Linked DNA regions of Drosophila melanogaster: region 2 is linked to region 1. The links are chromatin contacts, called in public Hi-C maps. All regions are on one chromosome and are shown on one strand. The core of a region is the stretch at or near the end of the contact, and the rest is flanking DNA. Distances in the headings are between cores, read along the strand shown.

Region 1 (7,726 bases), core at 1,496-3,995:
CACATTTATAACTGATGGCCTTGTGGTTGGTTTCGGTTGCTCCTGGGATGGTATATATATAGGAGATTGAGGAGTCGGTGCCACTGGCGTTGGGTACGATGGTATGTTAAGAACGCCTGGTTGTTGAGGAACTGCAGGCGGCGTTGGATAATTAAATTCGTGGACTGGTGGATTGGGTGCAGGGTGCACTGGCTGCGGTGCTGAAGGAATGTTTACTACTCCAGGCTTTTGAGGAATAGGAGACGGTGTTGTTGAATAATTGACGTCATAAACGGGAACCTGCGATGTTGGGTATTCTGGGTGCGTTACGGATGGAATATTAATTACTCCAGGCTTTGGAGCTGGTGACGGGCTCTCAGGGGACGGAATAAAAACGGGAGGATGTTGTGGTGGCGTTGTTGGAAGCGGCGCAGACGGTATATTGATAACTCCCGGTTGAACTGGTATCTGAGGTGATGGTTGCGTTGGATAGTTCACCGGCGGATTTGGAGCCGGATAAGATGGACTTGGCACCGATGGAATATTAACTACGCCAGGTTGTTGGGGAATAGGACTTTGTGTAGTAGGATAGTTTGCATCATAAATGGGGCTTTGCGGCGTTGGATATCCAGGTTGTGAAACTGAAGGAATATTAATAACTCCAGGTTGAGGTGTGGGTGATAGGTTCCCTGGCGATGTTATAAACACAGGTCTCTGAGATGTCGGAGGCACCAGTCGAGGTGCCGAAGGAATGTTCACGACCCCGGGATGTTGGGAAACTGGCGTTGTTGGGTAGTTGACATCGTAAACAGGTGGTTGCGGTGATGGATAAACTGGCTGTGGCACAGATGGTATATTCACAACTCCCGGTTTTTGGGGATTCGCCGGTTGCGGAGATGGATAGTTTACATTGTATTGTGGTGACTGGGGCGTAGGATATATCGGTTGAGGGGCAGAGGGAATATTTACTATTCCCGGTTGTTGTTGTTGCACGTACACTAGATCGGGTATAGCGACCGGATATGGGGGAGAGGGCGTGTCGTATATTTGCGGTCGCACAGCTGTTAAAAGTGAAATATTGGCAAAATTTATGTTAACCAAGTTTTGAACGCCATAAGAACTTAAATTAATATTCTTACGTTTTGGGGTTTCGTAGCATCGTGTGAATGGATCACCCGTATGCGAAGAAATGCAATAACATATGGGACTATGGTAATGCACGCGACAATCCGCATTAATACCACAAATTCCAGGACAAGGATCAACGCACTTGTGATGGACGCAAGCCTTATCATAAGCACACTCCGAGTTTAGAGTACACTCGGGTCGACAATTGGGTGGGGTTCCATAGAATTCGGGTAAACAGGAGCACACGGCCTCATTGAGGGACGGATGACACTGGGCATTGGGTCCACAAGGTGAGGGATCACAGGGGGTCAGGGGAGCTAAAGGGAACATATGATTTGGATTATCTAAGTTGGTGGCGGGTTTGTCATTGCATTTATGCTTACATTCTTGGATTATTGGAACAGGCGAGCAGTACGCCAAGGGATTTCCAGTATACCCACTGAAACATCTGCACTGTGGCAAATGATCCATGACATGACACTCGGCATTCAGGCCACAAGTTCCGGGACATGGATCGCGACATTTCTGTTGTACACAAGCTCTACTTAAGGGACAATCAGAGTTCAGAATACACTCGGGTCGGCACGCTTCGTAGGGGTTGCCAAAATAGTCTGGCAGACAGACGCAGGAGACCACTCCCCTTCGCTGATTGCATTGCGCGTTTGCCCCACAAGGATTTGGTTCACAACCATTGATGAATGGTTCCTCATACTGCAGCACTTGTATGGCAGTTGTGGGAGGTGTTGCTGGAATCTCAGGACGCGTTGGGGGCAGGCAGGAGTTAAAGGGATTACCCACCAAACCAGGAGCACAAACGCAGTTTGGTTGGTGATTGTAGGTTCGACAAATGGCATTGTACCCGCACAGGCCGGGACATGGATCCTGGCACTTCCGATTAATACACGCCCTGTCACTGGGACACTCGCTATTGGCAATGCATTCGGGTCGACAGTATGGCGGTACTCCCAGGTATTCCGTTAGGCATCGGCAAACTGCGTTGCCTCCCTCATTGCTGCATTGAGCATGAGGACCACAGGGAGATGGCAAACAGGGATCAATTGGTTGACGCTGAATTGGTGAGGAATCTGCCCTAATTAAGTGGCACTCGGAGTAAGGACTACCAGTGTATCCAGCAGGGCACACACACTGTGGACTGTGGTTAATTACATGACATTGAGCTAGGTGACCACAAGCACCGGGGCAGGGATCGCGGCATTTCTGATTTACACAGGCCAAACTGGGTGGACACTCCGGATCGCTGACACATTCGGGTCGACAAGCCGGTGGGCTGCCATAATAACCGAGACGGCAAGTGCAAATGGCCTGCGAACCAACTTCCCGACACTCTCCATGGTGTCCACAAGGTGATGGCTGGCAGGGATGGAGCTCCACGGGTGCTTGAAGAGGTGTCTGCTGGCACAGGACAAAAGGATTGCCCTGATAGCCAACCGGACACTGACACATGGCTACATGATTGTGTACCTGACATGTGGCTCCTGATCCGCACGTTCCGGGACACGGGTCCAAGCAACGATTACGGATGCAGGCCTTGTCCCACGGACACTCAGTACTTAGTACGCACTCTGGGCGACAGCCCACATAGGGATCACCCTGGTACAGGGGCAGACAACTACAGACGCCGTTCGAACACTGTGCATTGGGACCGCATGGTGAGGGCTGACAAGGGTCATCGGCTACGACGGTAACTGGTGTTGGAGGAGGCGCGGGAGCAGGGTAACAGCGGTAGAAGGGATCTCCTAAATAACCCTCGGGACATGAACAGCTAGGCACGTGATTGAGCACATCGCAGCGAGCGTTGAGACCACAAGCCCCGGGGCAGGGATCCACGCACCTTTGATTGACGCATGCCCGATGGCTGGGGCAATCTGAATTCTGAGTGCACTCGGGTCGGCAGTATGGTGGAGTACCGTAGTAGGAGGTAAGACAAGAGCATACCGCTTGTTCGTACTCCACGCGACACTGAGCAAACTGTCCACACGGCGAGGGTACACAGGGATCTCTATAGATTACTGGTGAGTCCCTAATCGGTTGGGGCGAAGGCAAGGACTGGCAACGCATGAAGGCATCACCTGTATAACCAGGATGACATGAGCAATAAGCTCTGTGCTGATGCGCTCGACAAATAGCGTTCTGACCACAAGCACCCGCGCAAGGATCGGTGCATCTTCTGCTCACGCAGGCTTTATCATTGGGACATTCGGGATTAGTGGTGCACTCGGGTCGACAAGCAGGTGGGGAACCATAGTAGTCGGGTAGACAGCGACACACTGCTTGACCCTGAGACTCTGTGCACTGTGAGTTGGGACCACATGGCGAGGGTTGACAGGGATTAAAGTGCACAACTTGGACGGCTAAGGGGGGACATAAGAGTGCAGATTGGGGATAAATTTGTTGGTTAGTGCATGTGTTAAACGACGGACTGGGTAAAGACTGCTTACGTTCTGCCTGAGCCACATGGCAATGGCGATAGGGATCGCCACTATATCCAGGATAACAACTACAGCTGGGCACGTGATTGACTACTTGACATTGGGCATTAGGGGCACAACTTCCTGGACAGGGATCTCGACAGTGTTGATTGAGGCAAGCCAAATGGCTGGAGCAGTCCGAGTTAAGCACACATTCGGGTCGACATCCTTCATACGGGTTACCGTAATATTCCGGTAGACACTGGCACGAAGCAGCCTCTCCACGCTCTCTGCAGACCGCATTGCTTCCGCACGGGTTCTGGTAGCATGGATTGATTTGCTCTCGCTGAATGGGCGGCCGCGCATAGCATCCAGTGTAAGGGTCTCCAATATAGTCCGCAATGCAAATACACGAAGGCACGTGGCTGACAACTTGACAGGTGGCAGCAATTCCACAAAGTCCAGAACAAGGATCCTTGCATTTTTGACCAATACAAGCCAGCTGAATCGGACACTCTGATGACGTTATGCACTCCGGTCGACAGTTGGGTGGTGTTCCTATGTAGTCCTTCAGGCACTTGCATATGGCCTGTTCATTCTGATTTGTGCATTCTGCATTGGGTCCGCATGGCGATGGGTAGCATGGGTTGATCGGTTCCCGTTGGACTGGTGGTGGTGGCGGTAAGCGCTGGCACAGGAAGAAAGCATTGCCTGAGAAGCCTGCGGGACAACTACAGTGCGGCACATGTCGGATGACCTGGCATTGAGCGAACTGGCCGCATGCTCCAGGGCAAGGATCCCGGCACTGTTGGTTCAAACATGCCAGATGTGGGGCACAGTCTGAGTTAATGGTGCACTCAGGACGACACTTTGGTGGAACACCAAAGAAGCCTGGTAGACAAGAGCAAACTGCCTGATCGTTAACCTCTCGGCATTGGGCATTGTTTCCGCACGGGGATGGTTGACAAGGGTTTAAGGGCACCACGGGTGAAGCTAAACAAAACAGGGAGTTGTTAAATAAGGTATCTATAGTTGGTAGATTCTTAGTTTGGAACCTACATTGTACAAGGGTACATTGAACGAAAGCATTGCCCGAAGTTCCGGGTGGGCAATTACACGTGGGAATGTGATTGCGAACTTCGCAAACTGCTCCAATACCACATGCTCCGGGACAAGGATCGGTGCACTTGCTGCGCTGGCAGGCTTTGTCTCTGGCACAGTCCGTGTTGAGGACGCACTCAGGGCGGCAGCCCACGTAGGGGTTGCCATCAAAGTCGGGCAGACATGAGCACTGTCCTCCGGGGCTGCAGATAGCGTTGGAGCCACAAGGTGAGGGATTACAGGCATCGTGGAGGGGCGGTGTCGGCGTTGGAGGGGTTCGTTGACACCTGACGAAGGGATTGCCCTCATAACCTGATGGACAACTACAGATCGGTGTGTGGTTTATGACACTGCATTGGGCCTGCAGGCCACAAGAACCGGGACATGGATCGCGACACTTTTCACTGATACACGCCAAATGGGAGGCGCAGTCCGGGTTTATTGCGCACTCCGGCCTGCAATTTGGAGGTGCTCCGTAGTAGCCAGGAAGGCATGAGCATATAGCCTGGTTTCCTTGAGCACGGCACTGTCCAAAGGCTCCGCAGGGGGAGGGGACACAGGGATCGCGAGGGGTCTCATTGGGGGCATCGTGGGTAATTGCGGGTGCTGCGGAGGGTTTGGAGTTAGGAAAACTAAAGAAGGAATTCACCAAAAATGTAGTCTTACGAATCCGTTGGCAGCCACTAATGGCATCACCAGTGAAACCAGGCAAGCAACTACAGTGAGGACTGTGATTTATGACCCGACACTGGGCACTATTGCCGCAGACACCGGGACAGGGATCGACACAGTGTTGTTGAACACAAGCCAGGGTCAAATCACATTCACTGGAGATGGTGCACTCGGGTCTACACGCAGGTGGGGATCCAATAAAGTTGGGCAGACACTTGCAAATTGCTTGGTTGTTCGATTCCCGACACTGAGAGTTTGGACCACAAGGTGACGGCTGACAAGGGCGGGAGGGAACTGGTTCAGGCAGGGCTGTCGGGATAAATACAGAATAAGCATCTGGTCCAATAATGTTTCTTTCTAGGGTCAGCTTACGATCACGCAGAACACTACAGTAAACGTAGGGATTTCCCTGATATCCCACATGGCAGTTGCATTGGGGCAAGTGGTCGCGCACTTGACATTCGGCGTTGATACCACATGTTCCGGGACAGGGATCGCGGCAATGCTGGTTGAGACAAGCCAAGTGGCTGGGGCAGTCCGAATTGAGAACGCACTCCGGTCGGCAGCCTTCATAGGGATTGCCATAGAATTCCGGAAGGCATTTACAGGCTCCGGCTCCATTTCCCTCAGAACAGAGTGCATTGGCTCCGCATGGACTGGGCACACAAGGAGTTTGTGGCTCGGGAACATCTCGCACCACTTGACAGCTTACGAAAGGATTGCCGGTTTGTCCAGCAAGGCATGTGCACATGGGTGTATGGTTTATCACATAACATTCCGCATTGGAGCCACAGACACCTGGACAGGGATCTCGGCACTTCTGATTGAGGCAAGCCAGATTCATGGGACAATCCGAGTTGGATACGCATTCGGGTCGGCAGTTGGGTGGTGTTCCGATGAAGCCACTTAGACAACTGCATTGAGCATTGCTTCCCTGGACACGGCATTCCGCATTAGCTCCACATGGCGATGGCTGACAAGGATCAATGGGCTCATGCTTAATTGGTGGCGGCGGTGGCCGGTGACAAGCCGCGAATGGATTTCCCGTGAAGGAACCAATGCAATGGCAGTTCGGGCTGTGGTTTATGACCCGGCATTCGGCATTCAGGCCACAGACTCCGGGGCAAGGATCTCGGCAATGTCGTTGGAGGCAAGCCAGATGAAGTGGGCACTCGGCATTACTAACGCACTCTGGCCGACATGAAGGTGGAACTCCGATGAAGTCCCGAAGACATGAGCACACTGCTTGTCCGTTGATATTGCGACACTGGGCATTTGGTCCGCATGGCGAAGGCTGACAAGGGTCTATAACATCGCGTACCGGAGCTGGTGGCAAGGGTCTGCATTGGCTAAATGCATTTCCAGTCATTTCCGGTGGACAATGACACATGGCTATATGCCTGTGCACCTCACATATGGCATTGGATCCGCAAGTTCCTGGACATGGATCGATGCACTTGTTTCTCACGCACGCCTTGCTCCAGTCGCATTCTGTGCTCAACACACATTCCGGGCGGCATCCAACTAATGGGTTGCCCACAAATTCAGGCAGACAATTACATTGTCCCTGATTGCAAACAGCATTGGGGCCACAAGTGATCAGATCACATGGATCACTTATTTGCGGGGGGTCCCGAACAATTGGAGGTGGAACATGGCAGGAAGTAAAGGCATTGCCAATAAATCCTGGAGCACACTGACACGTCGGATTGTGATTAATAACTGTGCACAGCGCATTGAATCCACAGGCTCCAGGACAAGGATCGCGACAACGCTGTTGTTGGCAGGACAAGTGAGAGGGGCAGTCGGGATTTATCGTACACTCGGGGCGACAGTTGGGCGGGGTGCCAAAATATGAGGGCAGACAACTGCACGTGGCAGTGCCCTGGTTATCCCGACACTCTGCATACTGGCCACAAGGCGAAGGTACACAAGGATTGCGGTATACATCCAACTGCGGTGGTCTCGAGGCTGGAAGTTAAAGGAAGGACGGGTAAACTAAATGGTTGCGCGCTTCCTAGAGGTAATATCTTACGTGGCAGGGGCAAGCAGCGTGAAAAGGCATCGCCTGTGAATCCTGCACGACAACTACAAATAGGAGCATGCTGGATAACACGGCAATCGGCATTTGAGCCACATACACCGGGGCAGGGATCATTACACTTTTGCCTAATGCACGCCTTGTCATGAGGACACTCTGCACTGGTCACGCACTCAGGTCGACAATTAGGTGGAGCACCGACGTACTCGGGCAAACATGAGCAGATGGCCTGTTCGTTGTTTTCACGGCACTGCGAGTTGGGGCCACACGGGGAGGGCTGGCAGGGGTTGATATATTCTTTAAGGACAGCTAAAGGTATGGGAGAGCAATTGGTTACCATATGAACGCGGAGCAAACAAAACACACAACTCACGTT
Region 2 (7,726 bases), core at 3,074-5,573, 280 kb after region 1:
TTGCAATTGCAATTGCAATAAAATGGCTAAACGCACTTGAGCGTAATTGCAGTCATGCAACGCTCCCTTTTTTGGCCTAGCCAAGTGTGTCGGGCCTAAAGGCATTTTGCAATAAAATATGCGTCCAAATTTAAATGAAAAGCCGCTCCGGAATCGCCAGTCTGCATGCAGCAACAATATAACTTGCGTTGCATCTCCGGAGCGGCCTTAAAGTGCAGATCCTTTGCCACTTGCCAACGGAATCTCCACTGGCTGCATAAATCCAGCCTGGCTGCGGTCCCTGCCTTATCTCCTTAAGCCGGCGATGTCCTGTTTCTCTGTGTTTCTCTGTGTGATTTCGAGCCCAGGGCACCATGTTAGCAGGCGCCAGGCGCTAAATCGTACCAGCCAAGAGCAACAGTAAACATGGCCAACGGCCACTTTGGCCACGTCCAAAAATCTCAGCATACGAGCCACGTTAAATTACCCCAATGGCCATTGGCCAGTTGAGCCAGAAAATGGCAGCCATTAAATGGGCTCGAACTGTTAAATACATGGCTGATACCGGTTAGGCTGAAACGAAGCCAATGAATTGCACGGGATAAACTGAGAATTAAAAGGAGTTTGCTTTAAAAAATATTTTTATAAATTTAGCTTATATTTTGTATACACAAGCTTAAATCATTAGAATATTTGATTTGTTCTCTTATTCATTTATGAAGGATTTTAAGAAGTTAATACAATTTAAGTTTTCAAACTTCCTAAGTCATTTTCTTCAAGTTCTTAAAGACTAGTCATATATGGTAGACTTCATTATTGAAACCCAAAAAAAAAACGGAAAAATATATGTAAAATATTATTTATGCATATTTTGTGAGCTTCAGAGCGCTGGATGTCGTCGTACCGCAGGAATATGCTGTAAATATAAACACATTAAAGTTTTTTTTAATTTTCCAAGCGAATGCACATTTTTGGAGGCTGCTGCTTGGCTGGGCACATGTCCCTGCTGGCTCGAAGGCTTTCTGGGCGGATCGCATGGTGTTGCAGGCAACCGCAAACACGGCCGACGCAGCAACTGTTGCAACAGCAGCAGCATCAGCAGCAAACTGTAGCAACTGCAGCTGCAACATCAGACACAAAAGTGGAGCGACATATGCCTGGCTGTGCGGCGTTGAAGAAAAACATATTGTTAATGGAGTCGAGCATGTGAAACAACAAACAGGACGAACCACTTTTGTCATGGCAGTACTGCGAAAATGTGGCCAAAATCGAATCGGGTTTGTTGCTCTTAATTTGCCTGACAAAAGAGTGATCAGCACTCTGTTTTTGCTCTGAGGAAATCCATTAAAATTGTTTCGAAACTTGTGATTTGTTTGGAAAATTACTTATGGCGCGCTAATCGCTGAAAAGTTTTGTCAGTCATACAAAATGAAGGTGTGCCAGCGGCAGCTTTCAGCCTTTAAGGCTTAATAAGCATTTAATTGACGCGTTGAGAGAGGGCTCTGAAAAAGTTGAGCAAAAGTTCAAGGCTCACACACACGTGCGTCATCGGAAAACGCCAACTCCGCCCACTTTCCACTTTCCACCTGCCACCGACCCCCCCCCCCCCCACTGGGCGTCTGTCAGTTGCCAGAGTAACCGACTCGGTTTTCTTGGCTATTTTCCAAAGTCCCAGAGCCCTTTTAAATACTCGTACGCAATTTACACATTCGATAAGCCGCTTTCGAGAGGGTGTTTTTTTTTTTGTTTAAGAACAATAAGCATCACTTGAGCCAACCCGACAGGCAACTGACAAGCCCTAAATTTAAATTTAAATTCATTTGACAGCCGGTGCGTATACGTAACGTGCTACATGACGCAGGACTCGACGGCGTTTGCCGTGTGGATTTTGCATGCCGGCGTCGACCTATTTTTCGTGCCTCGTAAACACTTGATAAAACTCGCATAAATTTTTATCAATGTTGGATTCGATTTGCTCGTACATCAAACGCGGTAAAAGCCGCTTGGCCCATTTAACTGCGCTCCGTTTCGAGCGTAAAAATCGCGTTTAGTCAGAATTCATGGCGAAAATAAATAAATAAATCCGTACATGCATATCAATGGGGGCTGCAGGTAAAACTCTGTCGTTTTTACCCCATCGAAATGAAAAATATTTCCTTAAAAATACCCTAACCCAACAGTCGAGGTGCAAGAAACAACTAAAAAAGATATGACATTTGTTGAGAGAACTTGTAAATTTTATCAAACCAAAAACCTTGCTTAACAAATATGAAAATATAAGCTCCAACTGCATTTATTTTGTTTCATTTTGTTAATTTTTTTTTAGATATTTTTGTAGTGTAAATATTTATTTGTTTAAGCGCTGACTAGCGCAGCTTTTATCGAGGATGTGGCAAAATATTTTATTGCCACCAGCGTTTATTTTGCCTTTTAAATGTTATTTTCCCTGCCTTTGCGACATTCAAAACAGGGCATAGAAAAGATTTTTAAATGCACTTCTATATTCTATTGTAGAAGTACAGAATATAATACACTATATTACACTATGATATTAAAAGGTATTGGAAATTGTCTTTTAAGCAGGACCCTAAAATTGCTTAAAAGAATGCCAAAAATTCCGGTGTAAAACTCTATTTCCGTTTGTGGGTTACCAGATTCTATGGATGGAATTCATGCAGGAAGTTCTTTGGCCCAATATATATTTTTAGCCAGAACAGCCGCACCTGAGCCAGTGCTTTATGCTGCGGCTCTGTTGTTGGCCTCAGTAAAAATAAATCTACCGCATTTACGCCGCCTCGTTGGCTTTTGCATATTTTATATTCGCTGCTCAGTTGCTTTCTGTGGGCAAATGCACAAAATATTTGCTTGTTGATTTTATTGATTTTTTGTTTGGCTGCTCTGCAGCTCAGAGATAGAGCCTAAAACGCATTTTGTTTGCAAATGGCAAAAATGGACTAGTGCCGAATGCTAAGCCACTTTGTGCCGACCATGCAAGCGCAATACCAATGGCAATGCGACCGGTAAAATGCAATAAAAACGAAAGCAGTGCTCACAAACAAACCGTGAAAACCATGAAAACCATGAAAACCACAACCAACAGCTTTCTCGCCTCTTTTTCCCGCGGCATTTTGCTCGGCAAATATTTACCCGTACAATCAAATTTAAAATAGCCAGCACACACTACATGCGCCACGTTGAGGCATTACAGGTTTAAATATTTTAGGCAATTAGCGGGCAATACACTGGGCCTTCGTTCCGGCGACAAAGTGGAGTTCTCCGGAAAATTCACGGCGGCAAAGCGACGAGCTGAGTGGTCACCATGGAGCAGTGCTCACAAAGTTGCTTCATTTGCATGGCGGGCGGGGCTGTGGCACTCGAGACATGGCCAAAACTTTGCCAATATATCAGATGCTTAAAAAACATAAACAGAACAATAACGCAAGCAGTCCACAGTGCACAGTGGTGTGGAAGTGAAAAATGAGGCTCAGAAAATAGCAAGGTGCTAATAGATCATATGTAATAGTAATTGAAGTGTCAGTTTGTACAATATAATTCTTATTCTTAGCATGGTACCCCCTTATTTATTCCTAATTTATATCTTGCTTAGAAAACTTTTCCTCCCAATTAACAGGCACTGTGCCAAGCCTGTGCAATGTATGACTTTAGTAACTTTTCCAAACATGCCTCTGCATATTTTCTCGCTCCGTTGTTGTGCGCAAATGAATGGGTAGCTCTTTCAACTTTGTCTGCGGCACACAATGTGCGAATGGAAAGTGTCTAATAATGCACGAGTTCTAGGTGTGCACTGCGTTTTTGCGTAATTAAATGAGAATGCCGGGCCAAACGGAAGCGGAAATGGAATTGAAAATGAAAATGAAGTGAGTGCTAAGGCGACGCATAAGCCATTAAGCGGGCGCGAAGCCATCATGTAAATGTCGCTCCTTGCACTAATGGCTGGCACTTTAATTGAACCCCGGACGGCTGATGGCTGATGGTTAATGGTAGCAAGAGAACCGCACCCAACTGGGTAGTGGCCGTCACTAGATGGTTTGACCCAAGTTATGGCAGTATGTACACTATCATAACCTCTGTCAGCTCATTTGCAGCATTTGTTGCAGGCGCTCGCTTGGAAATGAAGTGACATCGAGAAAAACACAGGACGAGGCCGAGGGGAAGGGAGAAAGGAGCAAGGAGACAGGAGAAAGCAGAAAGGGACAGGCCATTAGCCATGGAACGACGACGACAACGAATTGTCAACAACAAGTTGACAAACCGTTGCGCATACGCCGCGTGTGCGGTGGGCAACTATTTCCAAGCTGTTGCACACTTTCGAGCTCACTAAGCAGCAACTGCTTATTGGCCCTGCCTCTATGCTCGCTCCATTGTGCTTCAGTCAAGGATACACCGTGTGGCAGAGATATCTGCATCTGTAAAGGCAGCCTGTCAGACCTTATTAGCCATTCTGCCGGCGCAAAGTCGGTTTTAGCATATCTATAAACCTTGCTATACTGCATATCCTATGTGCACTATTGATAATTTGAACGGAATAATAAACTTAATTCCTTTATTACTCTGCCTGTTTTACAATCTCAATAAACTCACTCACTTAGCACACCCAATTACTTTAAACTAAGTCCCCTACACGTCCTTTTCCACTAAATTCTCTGCTACTAATCCAAATGTCTATTCAGCAACTGCTCTTTTGCAGTATGGAAAACAGTAAGCAGCTTTTGACAATTTGCTGAGTGGGTTGTCTGCTCTTCTATGCTTTTCCGTGCAGGCAGTCAACGCCCCGCTGTTGTGGCTGCTGTTTGCATAAATACATTTAAATGGCCGGAGAGCAATATGTTACGTATACGCAGTGTTCGCCCGAAAGCTGCACCCATTGTGCTCTGTTTTTGTGCTGTGGTTGCCGCCCTGCAATGCATATTTTTAAGCTGCTCGACTTTAATAATGGTTTTCGGTCAGTTGGCCTGGCCACAGGCTTGATGGTTTTGCGAACCCTTTCCGGTTGCCCGGATCCCCGGGCAAAAATGTGTAGGTAGTGCATAGTTGGTACCCCTTTTGGCCCGCCACGCTTTTAATGAAGTAGCATGCGAAATGGCAGGAGTACGGCTCTTTGTCCGGAAGTTTGGCATTACCTGCAGACTGTGGCTATGCAATGCAATGCACCAGTTATTTACTGCACATCAACTTGAATAAATTCCATGGAACCTTGGAGTTTCTTTGAGTTCATTAGTGTTACTTGAGGAATCAAATCGCTCGCCAACAGCAAATGCAAATCAAGTGCACGGCTTCTAATGCCGGCGCACAAAAATGCAACTCATTTTTAATATCCTGCGGCAGCAGATGTCGACATAGCAGCATGGCAAAATGGTGCCGGAAATTAAAACTCAATATTCGAGTGATTGTGTGCCGGGCAAAGAGGAATTGTTTGAGCCATCGCCATTGCCATTGCCACTGCCACCGCCACCACTGTCATTGACTATTTGACTTGGACCGCACAAAAGTGCGCAATTGAGGCGGCAAATCAAATGAAATCCAACGGAACGAATCGAAACGTGCACCCAACTCTCAATTCACGATTCTGAATTCTCGACTGGCAACTAAAACTCGAATTTAAACCGAGTTTCCAGCCCCCTAATGGCATTCAGTGCGACTTGCTGCAGACGTGCAATTTTCGCAGACGCTCAACGAAATTGTTTGATTTTGGCCAAGTGCAGCTGCGTCACTGGCATTTTGCTATCTTATGCCATTGCCGTTTGCTAAATGTTAATGCCATTTCAATTGCTCCCTCCCCTCCGATCCCAATTTCGAGTCCGGGGCTCTGTGGCCTTTCACCATCTCAGATCTGCTGCTGACATCCAACTTATTTCGCACCCAAAGATACCCTCTCTTTGCTAGCAAACACTCAAGAAAATGGAAACAAAAAAAGTGGTTTTAGCTAAAGCATTTTGTACTTTATTAAATATCTTAAGCTTACCATTATCTTTACTGGTCTTGAAAGTAAAACTACAATATTTACTTTAACTGATTTTATTTTTCAAATTGGATAATTCAATTCCTTGGACAAGAACAACCAATCTTTCAAGGGTATTTCATTTGCAATGTGTGGATAATCTTATAATGCTCCTTCCATTTTTTTTTACTACTTAAAAGGAACAATTCAGAGGCTTGTGCGGTGTGCATATAGCATATCTCGTTTGTGGGACACTTTTATATGTTTGCCGGGCACTTTGCGGCAGGGATATTCAGTTGGAGATGCTCGAAGGCAGTGCCTGGAGTCTGTTTTCGGGCAAGGATTTGACTTTGGGGCCTGGCAATGGCTTCATAATTTGCACATGAAGATTTCATAATCCTAGCAGTTGCCGTTTACCAGGCAAATGTGACCGATATGAACACCTAGAAGAGGTCAGCAAAATTTACCTGCTGCTGGGAACAAGGTTAAACTGAACAGATCTCTAACTAAACTTAAGTGCTAGCATGCTATCTTGCTTATGTTTAGTTAAACTGAGCTTTCTATTGACTGCTGTTAAATTCGTCTAGTAGGTGTAGACTTAAGTTTCGATTTAAAGTGGTCTGTGCAACTGAAACATTTCCAGAGGGCGCATTAAAAAATGACTCTCGATTAGAATGACGCTCACGTCCAATGCCGGCGCTCTGATTGATTGACTGACTAAATGGCTTGAATGGCTGATTGATTGACTAGCCCTTGCACACGTACGCACTCGCTGAGGATTCGCTGCGTAAACTAAAGTTGGCAATCATTGCGATACTCTTTTTTTTTTTTTTTTTGATTTTATTATCCTAATGCATACACATTGAGTCAAAAAGTAAATCGATTTATAAGTTCATATATCTTGAATAGTTTCACTTCAAAGATTAAATTCAGTGAGTTATATATATTAAAGATTCATTTGGCACCGATAATGGTATTCTTCTTGAACGTATTTTAACGTTTTTAAGTCGCTTGTAAGCTACGTCTTGCTGTATCCTTTGAATCCCCTTGGCAAAGTGTATTTACCTCCATCGTAATTTTCCCGGAACCTCCAATTGCTTTTCCATTGAGCTTTCATGTGTGCTGCGTATGTGATTTGTTTTACGCCGAATTGCATAAAACATTCGCAATTGCGTGGCTCGTGCTCCGGATGGAAAGCGAGTTAAGGCTTATTTATATTCACTTCAGACACGCCCATTGCGCCCACCCAATGCCACGCCCCCCCCTGCAGCTCGTAATCCAATAATGCACCGCATAGACAGCAGCTACAAATTAGCCGGCTTTCGGTGAGTTTGCACATCAAGGCCCGTGGGCCATCATAACCACAACTGATTAAGGCCGAGAAAGTGGGCGTCAAGTGGGCCACCATGCATATCGCACACTTGATTAAGGAGCATGGTCATAACGGCGGGTTACGTCAGTGTCGTACCCGTATAAATAAATCACGCATATTGCCGCCATCGGCGTCCACAATGTCATCATGCTGTTGCAACTGTCAGTCCGAGGAGCGAGCTCCTCGTTTTATTGACACCGAGGGGACACTCTTGATAGGATCCAGTTCTCCTGCAGAGATGACAGAGTGGCCCACTGTTGTTTTAAGAGAATTCAGGGTGTATAAATATGCTCGTTGCATGATGTCTTTCAGAAATATTCTGTTAAATAAATTATTAAATCATAAAGGATAATATTCTGGCTTTCTTAAAAAAAAAGACTTTCTGAACAAGTTTAAGCTATATATGCAACCAAGTT

Evidence for each region. Hi-C and Micro-C count contacts between places; a contact is called where the count stands out from the background.
Region 2: a Hi-C map of the Kc167 cell line shows a contact between it and region 1, with 2.1 times the contacts expected there. A contact is called at or near these places in 22 of 107 Hi-C or Micro-C datasets (the Kc167 cell line, the ML-DmBG3-c2 cell line, the OSC cell line and 8 more).

The regions. Positions count from the first base shown.
Region 1 is chr2L:4,492,681-4,500,406 of dm6, forward strand. All of the region lies in intron 40 of dpy (dumpy), which reads right to left. Among named protein-coding and RNA genes, the nearest start is that of ine, 20 kb to the left of the region's middle.
Region 2 is chr2L:4,772,663-4,780,388 of dm6, forward strand. The region is part of intron 1 of fipi (factor of interpulse interval); the gene reads right to left. Among named protein-coding and RNA genes, the nearest start is that of CG42523, 14 kb to the left of the region's middle.